2 separate regions of the Gossypium hirsutum genome follow, and region 1 is linked to region 2. Evidence: chromatin contacts called from public Hi-C data. All regions are on one chromosome and are shown on one strand. Each heading gives the region's core, a stretch centred on a gene start, on an enhancer-like site or on the middle of the called end of the contact. The rest is flanking DNA. Distances are from core to core; before and after follow the strand shown.

Region 1 (6,427 bases), core at 2,896-5,395, 98 kb after region 2:
ATATAAACCTAATTATAGGCATGAAACACCAAATTAATTAATAACTACTAAATCATATAGAATTAAAATAAAATTCATAGTGTATGCAAATGTGACACTAAACATGAAAATGAAGCTAAAACTTAATATTTTACTTCAAGAGCAATAGAAAGTAAAGCAATAAGGGACCAAAATATATGAATTATGAGTACTTATCACGTACAAAATCATATTAAAATAAATCTTGTTATTAACTCGTGGAAAGTAGTCTAATTTACTTTTAAACAAATTTAATCATTTTAAGTCAAATTAATCATGATTTAACTATTGGCTTTCTTATTCTAATCCTCTAATTAAAATACACTATTTCGACTAAATCATAAATTTAATTTAATCAAACCTTTAACTAAATTTAAATGAATTTTTTTAAAATTTTGAAAATTAGTTTAAACGCTTAATAAAAATGCATGAAATTAAAAGATTATGTACAAATAGAAATATATATATGCATAAAAGATTTTATTTCTTCATTGAGATAAATAATATTATATTTTAGAAAATTGTGCTACCAAGTGTGAAACAAATAGCATTGTTGTTTCACTTAATATTTCTTCTAAAGCAATCTTGTTTAGAATACTCGTTCAGAATATTTGTTGTTCGAGAATAGCTATGCCCCAAATAGCTATGTTCAGAATAGGGCTTTAGTTAGAACAATTGTCATATGGTGTAGTTGTTATTGAGAACAAATCATATTGAGAAAAACTAAAATTCGGAACAACTTTTGTTTAGAATAATGACAGCTCAATAATTGTTATGTTTAGAACAATTTTTGTTTGGAACAACTTTTATTTAGAACAGTTGTATTTTTTCGAAAGAGTTATTATTCAAAACAAGCTTTACCATTAAAAGCATCACTATAGAACATGTAACACCCCTCACTCAATCCAACTGTCGGGTTCGAGCGGTAGGATGCTACATATTAGAGCAACGTCTGACAATATTACAACATTCAACCAATAACATAAGCAAAAAAGTATCATTCACATTCTAAATATGTATCTCACTAATTTTCAGGTCATACACGAGCTTACGAAAGCTCTTTAGTTAACCCGAGCATGAATTAGGACAAAATTGTAAAGTTTTGAAATTCACGGATTGACGTTGCAATTTCACACTTTCCACATTGTGACGTCACCAAGTTAGTGAGTCACATCGCAACGTCACTCACTGTTGGCTCCCATTGCGACATTAGGAGTTAGTAGTCGTGACGAGGCCCTTGTTTTTGACAAAAATACCATTTGGTTCCAACTTAATAACATGTAACACAAACTAATTGATTCATGCATCATTTTTTACAATAAAAAAAATCTCAATTCCACCATTTTATGTTAACAAGATTGCATGCTCACTTATAAGAGATCAGATCATTTGGAGGTCGTAGGGTATTCTGATTATGATTTTGTTAGATGCCAAGATAGCAAGAAATCTACATCAGGCTATATTTATATGTTAGTTTGAGGAGCTATATTGTGGAAAAGTGTCAAACAAACACTTGTAGTTTCTTCCACTATGGCAGTTGAGTTTGTAGCGTGCTATGAGGCATCAAACCATGGAATATGGTTGTGGAACTTTGACACTAGGCTGCACATTTTGGAGAATGTAGAAAGGTCACTCAAATTATTTTGTGATAATAAGTCAGCAGTGTTGTATTCCAACAACAACAAGAGCTCAACTAAGTCTAAGTCAAAGCATATTGACATAAAGTTCCTAGTTGTGAAAGAGAGAGTGTAAAGTGGACAAATATCCATAGAACACATTGAGACAAACTCCATGATAGCAAATTCGTTCACAAAATGTTTACCACCCAAGGTCTTTCATGAGCAGACTGCTCATATGGGTGTTATATTATTTAAGGACATCATGGATTATTAGGAGTTTGTATTTTATTTCTTTATGTTTGTTTTTAGACATTTATATATTTGGTTGTTTTTTTATCAGAAATGAAGTATTCAGTTTATTCACTCTATTTTGTTATTTTGATACTGACCTCACTTAAGTTTAAGGAGGACTAGTTGGAAATAGGCATGTTTGGTTCACATTGCATGTAATTTCCATGCTACGCATTCATGATTGATCTATGTCATTTGACTATATTTATATATGTGACCATTGATGAGTTTAGTCATGATTAACATGACAAAGACTGATTTGATCCTATATGGATATAGTTGATGGACGAGGTTGTTATAGAATACCTATTATATGATAGCAAATTTTGAGCTCATAAGATTGTATATTTATCACGGAACATATGTTGCCTAAGTAGGAGATTGTTGGATTAAAATCCCCAATTATGGGCGCATATGTATAATGTATAATGCTATTATAAAGTGTGATACAAAATTCAGTGGCCAATTATGTTAAAAGTTTCATAGGTATTAAAGTGTCATGGACATAATGTGGAGATACCATAAGTTGTATTTATAATTTGATGAGGGGCCAAATTATAAATACCCAAAAACTAATTTAATAATAAGTTATTTAAAAAGAGGTAATTGTCCCTAAGAAATAGATATATCTCGTATTTCTTTTCCATCCCCATCAGAGAGTTATACAAAGAGAAAAACTATTTTCTTGGAAGATTAAAAACATTCTAGGAAATCTCCAGTAATGGATCCAGGTATGCTTCTGCATATAATTTTGTTCTTAATGATTTGACATGAAAGTTCCTGGTTTATATATGATTCTTCAGGCACTTACATTTGATACACTATTAGTGAAATTTAAAATTTTCACAAGCAGGGTTAGGTTGATAACAAGTATATATAGAGTGTAGTAAAAAAATTTAAAAAAAAAAGAAGAAATATATAAAAGAAATGAGACACGTCAAAAATTTATAACTTTACCTGTAGAATTAAAAAAGTGCATTGCCAGTGCAATAAATTATCACTCGATTATAGATATTTATACAACAATATATAAAAGGAAGGCCCAACAACATTTTTATACGTTCCTAAGAAAATTGCCTCTATATGTAACCCTTTAGTGGCACTTCTAAAAAAAACACCTATATCAAAACATATAGCGGTGTTTCTGCGATAAAATGCCATGAAAAACATATTAATTAACTCGAGACATGCAACTTCTCAAGGAAATTGTTTTGGCGCCAAACCTTTAATGGCCTTTATAATGGAAATGTAGTTAGATTAAATTCTTTAGTGGCGTTTTGTTGAAATTGCCGCTAATTGTTTGTGTATAATTTGTGACACTTTCTAAGAAAAAGCCACTAATTGTTTTGAACTTATATCTTCCTCCTTTCTTTCACATAATAGTTGTTATTTTTTTAGGAAAAATTAATGATTATTTCGAATAAAAATACTTGATGATGTTGTCACTGAATTGGGCCTTTTAAAACAAAGGAAGAAGTAAATTAGAAGTAAAACAAACAATTTTACTTTGTTTCATTCTCTTGTATGAATATTTTTGGATACATAGTTAACTTGATAATGGTTGTAATAGGGATGTCATTGTTAACTTTGTTTTCAAATTTATTTGTAGCAAAATATTTGTATAAAATTTTAATGTGTTATATTTGATTTATTAAAACTTATATATTTCAAGAATTTGTAAATGTAACATTTGGAGTTTATTAATTATATATTATTTTATATAATAATGTGAAAATACCATAAATTTGAAAAAAAATTGATGTGGTGTAATTTTTTAAATAAAATACATTTAGCGACGCTTTTCCTTAAAAATACAATTACAATGTAATTTTTGTAACATGGATATTAAGGGAGTATTTTTTTTTAATTTCAAAATGTCATGCTAAAAATTTAACAAAAGAATTATAACAACGTTAACAAATGGACTTAAATTTTTAAATTCGGAAAGTAAAGTGACTAAATTCTTAAAAGTAAAAGTATTAAGATTAAATTTTAAATATACGGCAAATACAAAAACTTTAAAAGTATTATTATATTTAAATTTTTACTTTATAATTTAATCAAAAATTAAATAATTAAATTGAAGGTTGTGTAACAAAGAAGTAGAAGAAAGGCCCAATAGTGAATAAACTTGATATTCTTGTTATGGACGTAGTTGAATCAAGGAAAGCACAATAATGAATGGATGATAGGAAACACAGGGGCTGCACAATGGAGATAAACATCGATGGACTGGACGGCACCAAATATGCAACCATGCATGCATCAAAATGGGCTCACACTACATCTTTCAACTTGTTGACAGTTCATTACTTGGATTGTTTTAAATTTTAATATTTCAAGTTGAATTTATTGAATTTTATTTGTTCAGATCATTTTCGCTTTAATAATTTTATTAGTATATGATACATTTGGTGTATGACTCATATTAGATTTTGATCTTTTTAATTTTGGATTTTTTTTCTTCGTATCATCATAGGGGTCAGATTGTTTCAGAGTTATGTTATTTAGGTTTTAGGCTCTAATTTTTCTAAAAAAACAAATCATTACAGGTTTAGATTATTTCGATTTCTATTTACATTAAGGATCAAAGCATGTCATTTATAAAAATTTTATTGATATATAGTCACATTGATTAATTATATGAATAATCTTTTATAATTAGAAAGTGTAACATTGTTGTTACTATAAATGATCCCAAATTATTGATTTATACAATCCACAAGGGAGTAAATTGCGAAAAAGCAAAACCCATAGATTTCGTAGAAAACAAAGGCTGGAGCTGCGGATATGAAAAAGGAGGCCTTCAAGGGTTAATTATTAGTGGGCAGACCTATAACATAAAATAAACCAAGCTAATATATATTTTGGATCATATAATAATATATGCAGACACGCTCTTAATAACAATGTCAAAGGTTGTTACATTTTGTATGTTCTTTCAATAAAGGCATAATAATTTCTTTTCCTCCAATTTTATATAAAAAAAAAGTTATTTTAGTACTTTATTTTTTTTGTCTTTTTTAGCCGTTAAATTTTTATTTTTTTGTCAAGTCACCCCAAAATAGATAGAAAATTTAACGTTTATTAAATTTGCTGACATGACACATGAATTACCACGTGAATGACATGCCAACATTTAATTAATTTTTTAAAATTTAGAAAATATTTAAAAAATTATAACTTTTTAAATAATCTTAATGATTTTTTATTTTAAAAATAAATTTTTTAATTTTTTAAACAAATTAATTAAATGTTAGCATGTCAATGTCAGCAAAGTTAAAAAAAATAACTTTTCTATTTATTTTGAGATGATTTAACAAAAATATAAAATTTTTAACTATAAAGGATGAAAATATAAATAAAAGACTAAAATAATGTTTTTTACAAAATTGGAGGAGTCATTATGGGTTTAATAAATAAGGGAATGTGGTCAAAGGTAAGAAAAAGACGTCATCCTCTTTTGTTGACAAGAGTTTTTGAAGAAAGCTTTAGGTGAAACTACAATTAAAGAATATTTAGTGGCACACTCACTACATAACTAAAAAAAGAAGTATATTAATAATACATAAAGAAGGAAAAAAAGTATTGGTATTTGTTAAACTTAAACATACCGAAGGTTAAAAACTTTTAACCTTATATCATGTTATTTTATTTAAATTTTACTATCAAATTTTTTAACATTAATCTCATTATAGGTTTTTATTATATTTACTCTTTTTGGTATAATGTCTAGAACTACTTATAATTCCTCTCTAACCCTTAAATAGGAGGATAATGTGTTTCAGCGCACTCGAACCCACATCCCCTACACTGATAACAATGTTAATATCAATCGAGATAAGACTCAATCATCACTATCAACTTTTTAAAAAGAGTCAAATCATTTTATTTTGATAAAAATACAAACTAAACAATTAACCTTTTTTAACAATCTTGACATGACAATCCACTTATATTTCATACTAATTTGACATGGCAATTCACTTCGTGCTATACTCGAACACACGTCCTCTTACATTGGTAACAATGTTGATGCCAATCAAGACTCAATCAACACTATCAGCTTTTTAAAAAAAGGTCAAATCGTTTTATTTTTGATGAAAATATAGACTAAACAATTAACTTTTTGAATGATTTTGGCTTGGCAATACACTTGTACTTCAAATTGACTTGACACTATTTATTTTATATGTTACGTTAATAAATTATAAATATATTTAAAAAATAAAATAAAAATAAGAATATAAAAAGTTCATAGAATTAAAACAAATAAGACAAAGTAAAAGTGGGCTGTCATGTTTACAATTTTTTTTGTTTTTAGAAGGTTAAGAGCCAAATTTAGCTAAAAAAAATAATGGTCAAATCGACAAAGAAAATGTAAATATTGATAAATAAAATTATTATTATTCCATTAAAAATATTTAATAATGGGTTTAGTCATTTTTTTACATTAAAATTTGATATTTAAGCCCCTTACTTTAATTTGGCATAAATTA
Region 2 (6,367 bases), core at 2,394-4,893:
CTCCTTTTGAAGTTGTTTATGGTTTCAATCTGTTAACACCACTCGATTTAATGCCATTGTCTTCTAACCAACTTGTGCATGTAGATTGAAAATGCAAGGCTGATTACGTCAAGCAATTGCACCAACGAGTTCGAGACAACATTGAAGCCAAGACCAAGAAATATGAACAACAAGCTAACAAAGGCCGTAAGCATGTTGTGTTCGAGCCGAGAGATTGGGTTTGGGTGCAAATGCGCAAGGAGAGATTTCCTATGCAAAGACGATCTAAACTTCTTCCGAGAGGGGATGGACCGTTTCAAGTCCTTGAACGAATTAACGATAATTCTTATAAGTTGGACTTGCCAGGTGAATACAATGTTAGTGCGACCTTTAACGTCTCTAATTTGTCTCTGTTTGATGCAGATTGCGATTTGAGGACAAATTGTTTTGAAGAGGAGAGGAATGATGTGAGCTCGCCTGCGAACAAAGTAGAGTTCGAACAAAGAAGCTATCAAGTTGCCCATTGGCCCGATAACGCAAGCTGGAGCTAAACAATTTAAGGAGGCTATTTCAGCAATGGTGGAACGAATAGTGGAAAATGATAGCAAAGAGTTCAAAAACGAGTTCAATATTTTCAATTTTTGGGAAGCTAAATTTCGTTCCAGCTAATAAATTTGCTGCTGGAATTTTTGGACCATTTAAATTAAGCATTTAATTAAGTTTTACTACAGCTTATTAACTTGTCTTTAATTAATATAAGTGTTTAATTTGTCTTGTCTTAGTTAAATTAAATGTGTCTTGATTTCATTAAATATGTCTTAAATTAAAACATGAATTAATTATGTCCAGTCGAATTCATGTGTCTTGTTTAGTTAATATTTAAGTTGTCACAATGTTAATTAGTGTGTCCACATTATGTTCTAAATTAGTTCAGCTGATTTGGGTTAAATTAATTAAGTTCATGTGCTTTGTTTAGGTGCAACCGAATTTGAAGATTCATTGGCTAGGTGCATGCATATAGATTCAATGTATGTGAAGATGCATGTGCAGCTGGTACATTCATGCATTGAAGCTGATTAATTTTGGCACTCTCCAAGGCAACCATTCAGCCAAGAGTTAGCAAGCTTTAATTCTCCAAAAGCTTGGCCGATTCTTTTCCCAACGCAGCATCAATTGTTTTCACATCAACTGTTCACACCATGGCTGTTCGGTTCAGCTTGTTCATACTATGAGGCTTTCCAAAACCCTCTATTCACACCTAAAATGGCTGCTCAAGTGCCCTCTTTAATTCTGGTTATTTTTCAGCAAGAGTTGCTTATTGAATGCCTCATTCAAGCCATCAGCCGAATGTAGATGCTGCTATGAATTTCTCAAATTCATTTGCTTAGTTTGGAAGTTATTCTTTGGTCCCCCCCCATTTAGCCGAACCTTGACCAGCTCATTCATGAATTCAAGCTGAAGATTAGTTCATTGTTTTGCTTAGTTTTTAAGCTTTGAAATGTCCATTCGGCTACTAGACATTAGGCTATAAATAGTTGCTGATTTTCTTGTAAAAGGACTTTTTGCCAAAATTCTGAACGAAAATATATTTCTTTGGTGAGTTAATTCACTCTCTTTATTCTTCAAAGCTCAATTGACTTATCTTCACAAGTGGTGTCAATCTGACTTTGTTTTTGAACTTATCACCCTTGGTGTGGTGTTAAACATTATACCGAAGATTCCTATTTCACTAAATAGTGGGTTTCGGTTTATTTTCAATTCCTTCCTTTTTCTTTGAAACGTTTTAAGCCCGGGTCCTTATTTACTAATAGGGGTTCGTTCTTGTTTCATTGAATAACCCAGCAAACATCAACCAACAAACACCTTTGTTTCCATAGACATTAAACTCTTGAAACTCAAAGACCTAAAATTGTTTAAAGTCGACACTGCCTAATTTTGATCGAGAATCAATTACGACTCGTCATTACATCTGAAACGAGCTTGTATCGGGACTACCATACACAAAAACCATGATAATAGGTAAAACAAGATCAGTTCTAAGAACTCGTATACAAATAAATTGAAAATTATTACATAAAACCTCAATGGAAAGTTGTTCCTTCCATCCCACCCAGATGCCTCTAGAGAATCCAATAGCCTACCTTGAGAACACTGAAAACCCAAACTAGAAATAATATTATCTGCTTTAAAACCACTTACTCTTGTTTCCAGCAAGCTAACAATATCAGGATTATGCTATCTGTTGTACTGACGAAAAGAGCGTATAAACTTTGAACTTACACATCCTTAGCAATTCCATAAAAAGACCGTTGAGTTCATAATTAATAAATAAAGAAAAAAGGAGACCAACTTACTAGTTTGAGCCCAAGGGCTCAAGATTCTGTACTCCTACCGAGGCTTCTGATCCTTTAATATTTTATTTGTCAAATTGATCATTAATAACCTCAATCAAGGTATTCATAGAATTAGACAATGTAACCCGAGCATTCCCAACAGACTTAAAACTATTCTCATGATTACGAATAGTCTTATTTAATTTTTTTCCATTACGGTTTCTTCCAACATTCTCAAAAGATCCATGACTTTTTGGACTACCCCCAACTTTATTATCGCTTCCAATATTTTGTCTTTTATCAAAAGCCATCCTATTTTTAAAAATGACAGCCTTATGTTTCACTAGGTCCAAAAATTTATCATTTAATTTAATCATAATCCTTTTCGAACCTTAAAAAGTGGGATTGTAATGAGAAGTAGTTAAATTAGAATCAATTAAGGAGTTAGCAATTTCAACCGAATCTGTACTGGAAAAATCCAATTGTTTACTAGCGCAAAAAATGTTCTCATTTAATTCTGTTTCAGTGCTCTACCCACGTGTCTCCTAGAACGATCCATCCCCAGTAAATGTTTGGCCCTTAGACTGAGTGGACCCATCTGTAAAGAGACCTTTTGAAATTTCTTGTGGACCACCTTTCCTAGTTTGTCAGATCGCAAGGTCCTTAGCAATTTGCCACACAGCCCGCAAGCCCAAGTCAACACTGTTTCCTTTTTCTAACCCATCATTGTTAACCTTTGTGGCCGAACTCTTTGGGTTCACAAGAAAAGCATTAATGCTTGCATCTTAACAAAAAAATTTGGATCTTTCTCACCTAAAACCTGGCTTAAATTACCAATAACAAGCTCAACTAACCCATCTGTCTCATTATTAAAACCATTCGGTTCTATCCCTTCAACATTCACACCTATTTTCTTCTTTCCCCAGAATTCACGCAGACACACCTTCATACTTGACCATATTTTCCACAAGAAAAGTAGATGGTCAGTAAAGCTTCATACTCAACATTTTACAGTTCTCCATTCACCATAACTTGGGATATAATGGCTTTATTAAGATCAACAAAAACATCCATTCTAGCAAAACGACATCTTGTTTTGCTGTCAGTATTAAGGTCAAGCTTGACCACATTTCCTACCAAACCTCCAATAGCTACCAGGATTCTCCGTTTATACATGAAATCCGGGAGTCCCGGTAATCTAATCCAAGCTAATACCATACTCGAGTAAGGTTTCATAGGATTGAAATACTTTGTCCATGGTTGAACAGTGAGGTATTGGCCATATATGATCTAAGGCCCTTGCGAAAGGGCCTTATTATAATCCTCAATACTATGAAATTTGGCTAAGAAATAGCCATCTCTATATCCATAAGATTGAATGGCCTAGATGGTCGCCATAAGCTACTAATCCACCGTAGTCTCCATATCCTTTAAAAGGTTCTGTTGAATACGTTTTGAAAATTCTATCGCCGGGATGCCATTAACAATAGTTTTTTTAACGTTGTATTCCAAAAATTCAATTTCTATCCTTACCAGTAGATTGAGGCCTTTCACCTTGATTGTGATCCCCTTTCCCAATAAGCATCTACTTCCAAGTGATCTTTGCTGGCGAAACCAAGTCCTTTGACGGCGAGACTACATCCTCTATCATTTCGGCATCTGCAGTACTGTCGTCTTCCTTAAATCTGACTTTTTTCATTTCCTGATCGACGACCGACCTAGATTCCGAAACACAACCAATTTCCAGAGAAGACATTTTCAGTTGTGTTTACAATTTGATCCACAGTTTTACCTTTTCTTAATATTTTAAGAACTTATATTTGCTTTATTGTTAAGTCATGGGATTGCACTGCTAAAAATTTATTTAAAGGGTAAAGATTAAATTATATTTTTTAAAGGGGTTAAAATATAATTTCATCATTATATTAACATATTATTTCATAATGTTTAAAGGGATTACAAAAGAAATTTACCATCTTAAGAGGTCAAGATGCAATTTAATCATTATATTAACTTAAAAATTCAAATTTTTAAAAGGGCTAATTTTTTTTATCATTTTAGGTGGTCAAGGCCTTTTGCCTCTTTGTGTCGTCCTTGATTTCATTCTCTTACGTGTTAAAGCCCAAAAGACCAAAAAATCAACCCTAAACTAAAACCTTTATTTTTGGTTGAACCTCAAAGCAATCCCAACTTCACCTATTATTATTATTATTATTATTATTATTATTATTATCAACCAAGGTATTTTTTCTATCCTTTCATCCCTTTCTGTTTTTATTCTTTTCCTCATTTGTTATCATCAATTTAACTCAATGAAAAACACTCTAGTTAGCTCGAGTATGACTAGTATGGCAACAAGGGAAAAACTAATGGGGTTGGCAGGGGCTTCGGTCTCCCCTAAAATGAAAATTTTTTCATTTAGATTCTTTAAAATTTTTTAAATTTTAAATTAATAAAGGTAAAACTGCACTTTGACCCCTTAAAAATATAAAAAATTTGATTTAATCCTTTAAAAACTATAAAGATATAGGCTATTAAAATGATAAAATTACATTTTTGCTGTCGTAAAAATTAGAATTTAATTTCAGCCCCCTAAAAAATTTTCTAGTGTTTCCCCTGCATGGCAATTAGAGGTGCTCATAGGTCCCGACCCAACAAAAAATTTAGGCCTGTTTCCTAGGCCCGGGCTTGGCCTGAAAAATGGGCTTAAAATTTTTCCCAAGCTCGACCCAGATAAAAATGCTAAAACCCAGGCACGACCCGCTAGTATTAAATTTTTTATATTATTTTTTTATATAATATATATAATACATAGAAAATACTAGAAACATTAAAATAAATATTTCCCAACAAATTGAAAATAAATTTTCAAAAATATGTATACTTAAATAACACTAAGATAGATGTAACTTAACAAGCAAGTGCCTCTAAAATAATAGCAAAATTAACAATAAAACAAGTGTTATACAATATCCAAACAATAACAACAAATTAGTAGTAACATAATACTGAAATGGTAGCAAAATAGGGAGAAAACAAACAAAAAAATAGCAAATTTTTTGTCCTTTTGTGAATTTGAGTTTGGCCCATGCCAAAAATGTCTTACCCGAGGCCCAGTCCGTTTTTTTTAAAACTGGCCTTATTTTTTGTCTAAACCTATTTTTCGGGCCTATATTTTTTGTAACACCTTATATTCAACCCAATTAGAGGATCCGAATATAAAATGCCACCTTCAAACGCCTATTTTACTATTTCAATTTATTGAAATGGTAGTGTAGTAATAAATTTTTTTTTTAAATTTGACAACATTTCTGCTTATTTTACGAAAAACCCCTGCAAAAGAAATTAGATTTCACATGGTTTATGACAATTCCAAGGACACTAGAAGCATGCCAAAATCATCTATCTTAAATCTAACCAATATGCCACAATTGGCACCTCAACAAATTTTTTACGTTACAAAATGATCACATTCATTTATCAATATGCATGCTTACATCGTTACAAAAGGGATAACTAAACAAAAGGCCTTAAACCATCTAGGTACATGGCAAGACCAAAAAGAAACAAACCACCAACATTGAGTCCTAGATTGCCGCTGGATGTTGAACTGACAATCTAACAAAATAGTACCTAATCTGTACACATAGCAGAAATTGGAGTCATTTACTAGATAAGAAATTAAAAATATTCTTATGATATGAAACCAAGTTATATTGTAGAATAATCAGCAAATCTAGGTTCCATTTAATATCATTCATCAAACTCATTTCTATCCCTATTTCCATTCCATCTCTTTATTTTCCTCATTAACGTAACTCAACTTTAGTCATGTATACGGTTCCAATTAACACCAGTGCCTGATGAATAAATTCGTATTAATGAATTGCGCCTAGCGCTGGTTAGTAGGACTGACAAATATGTGTGCCCAGCACTGGTCGATATAACCGAAAATAAATGCACCCTGTGCTGGTCGGTAAAACTGACAAATATGTGTGCCTAGCACTGGTCGGTATAACCGAAAATAAAATGTGCAGTGCGTTGGTTGGTAAAAT

Evidence for each region. Hi-C and Micro-C count contacts between places; a contact is called where the count stands out from the background.
Region 1: a Hi-C map of leaf shows a contact between it and region 2, with 4 times the contacts expected there. The contact joins two enhancer-like sites. A contact is called at or near these places in 2 of 34 Hi-C or Micro-C datasets (hypocotyl and leaf).

What each region holds. Positions count from the first base shown.
Region 1 is chrD08:46,470,931-46,477,357 of Gossypium_hirsutum_v2.1, forward strand. No RefSeq gene overlaps it. Among protein-coding and RNA genes, the nearest start is that of LOC107926897, 5.2 kb to the right of the region's middle. Within about 2 kb of position 4,146, at least 3 of the 9 cell types and tissues checked have an H3K27ac peak or open chromatin away from gene starts, as enhancers often do. A contact at or near this core is called in hypocotyl and leaf, where this site is marked.
Region 2 is chrD08:46,373,653-46,380,019 of Gossypium_hirsutum_v2.1, forward strand. LOC107918204 (a long non-coding RNA gene) reads right to left here. Exons shown (of 3, transcript XR_001689967.2): 3 at 5,609-5,950. Among protein-coding and RNA genes, the nearest start is that of LOC107918204, 4.0 kb to the right of the region's middle. Within about 2 kb of position 3,644, at least 8 of the 9 cell types and tissues checked have an H3K27ac peak or open chromatin away from gene starts, as enhancers often do. A contact at or near this core is called in hypocotyl and leaf, where this site is marked.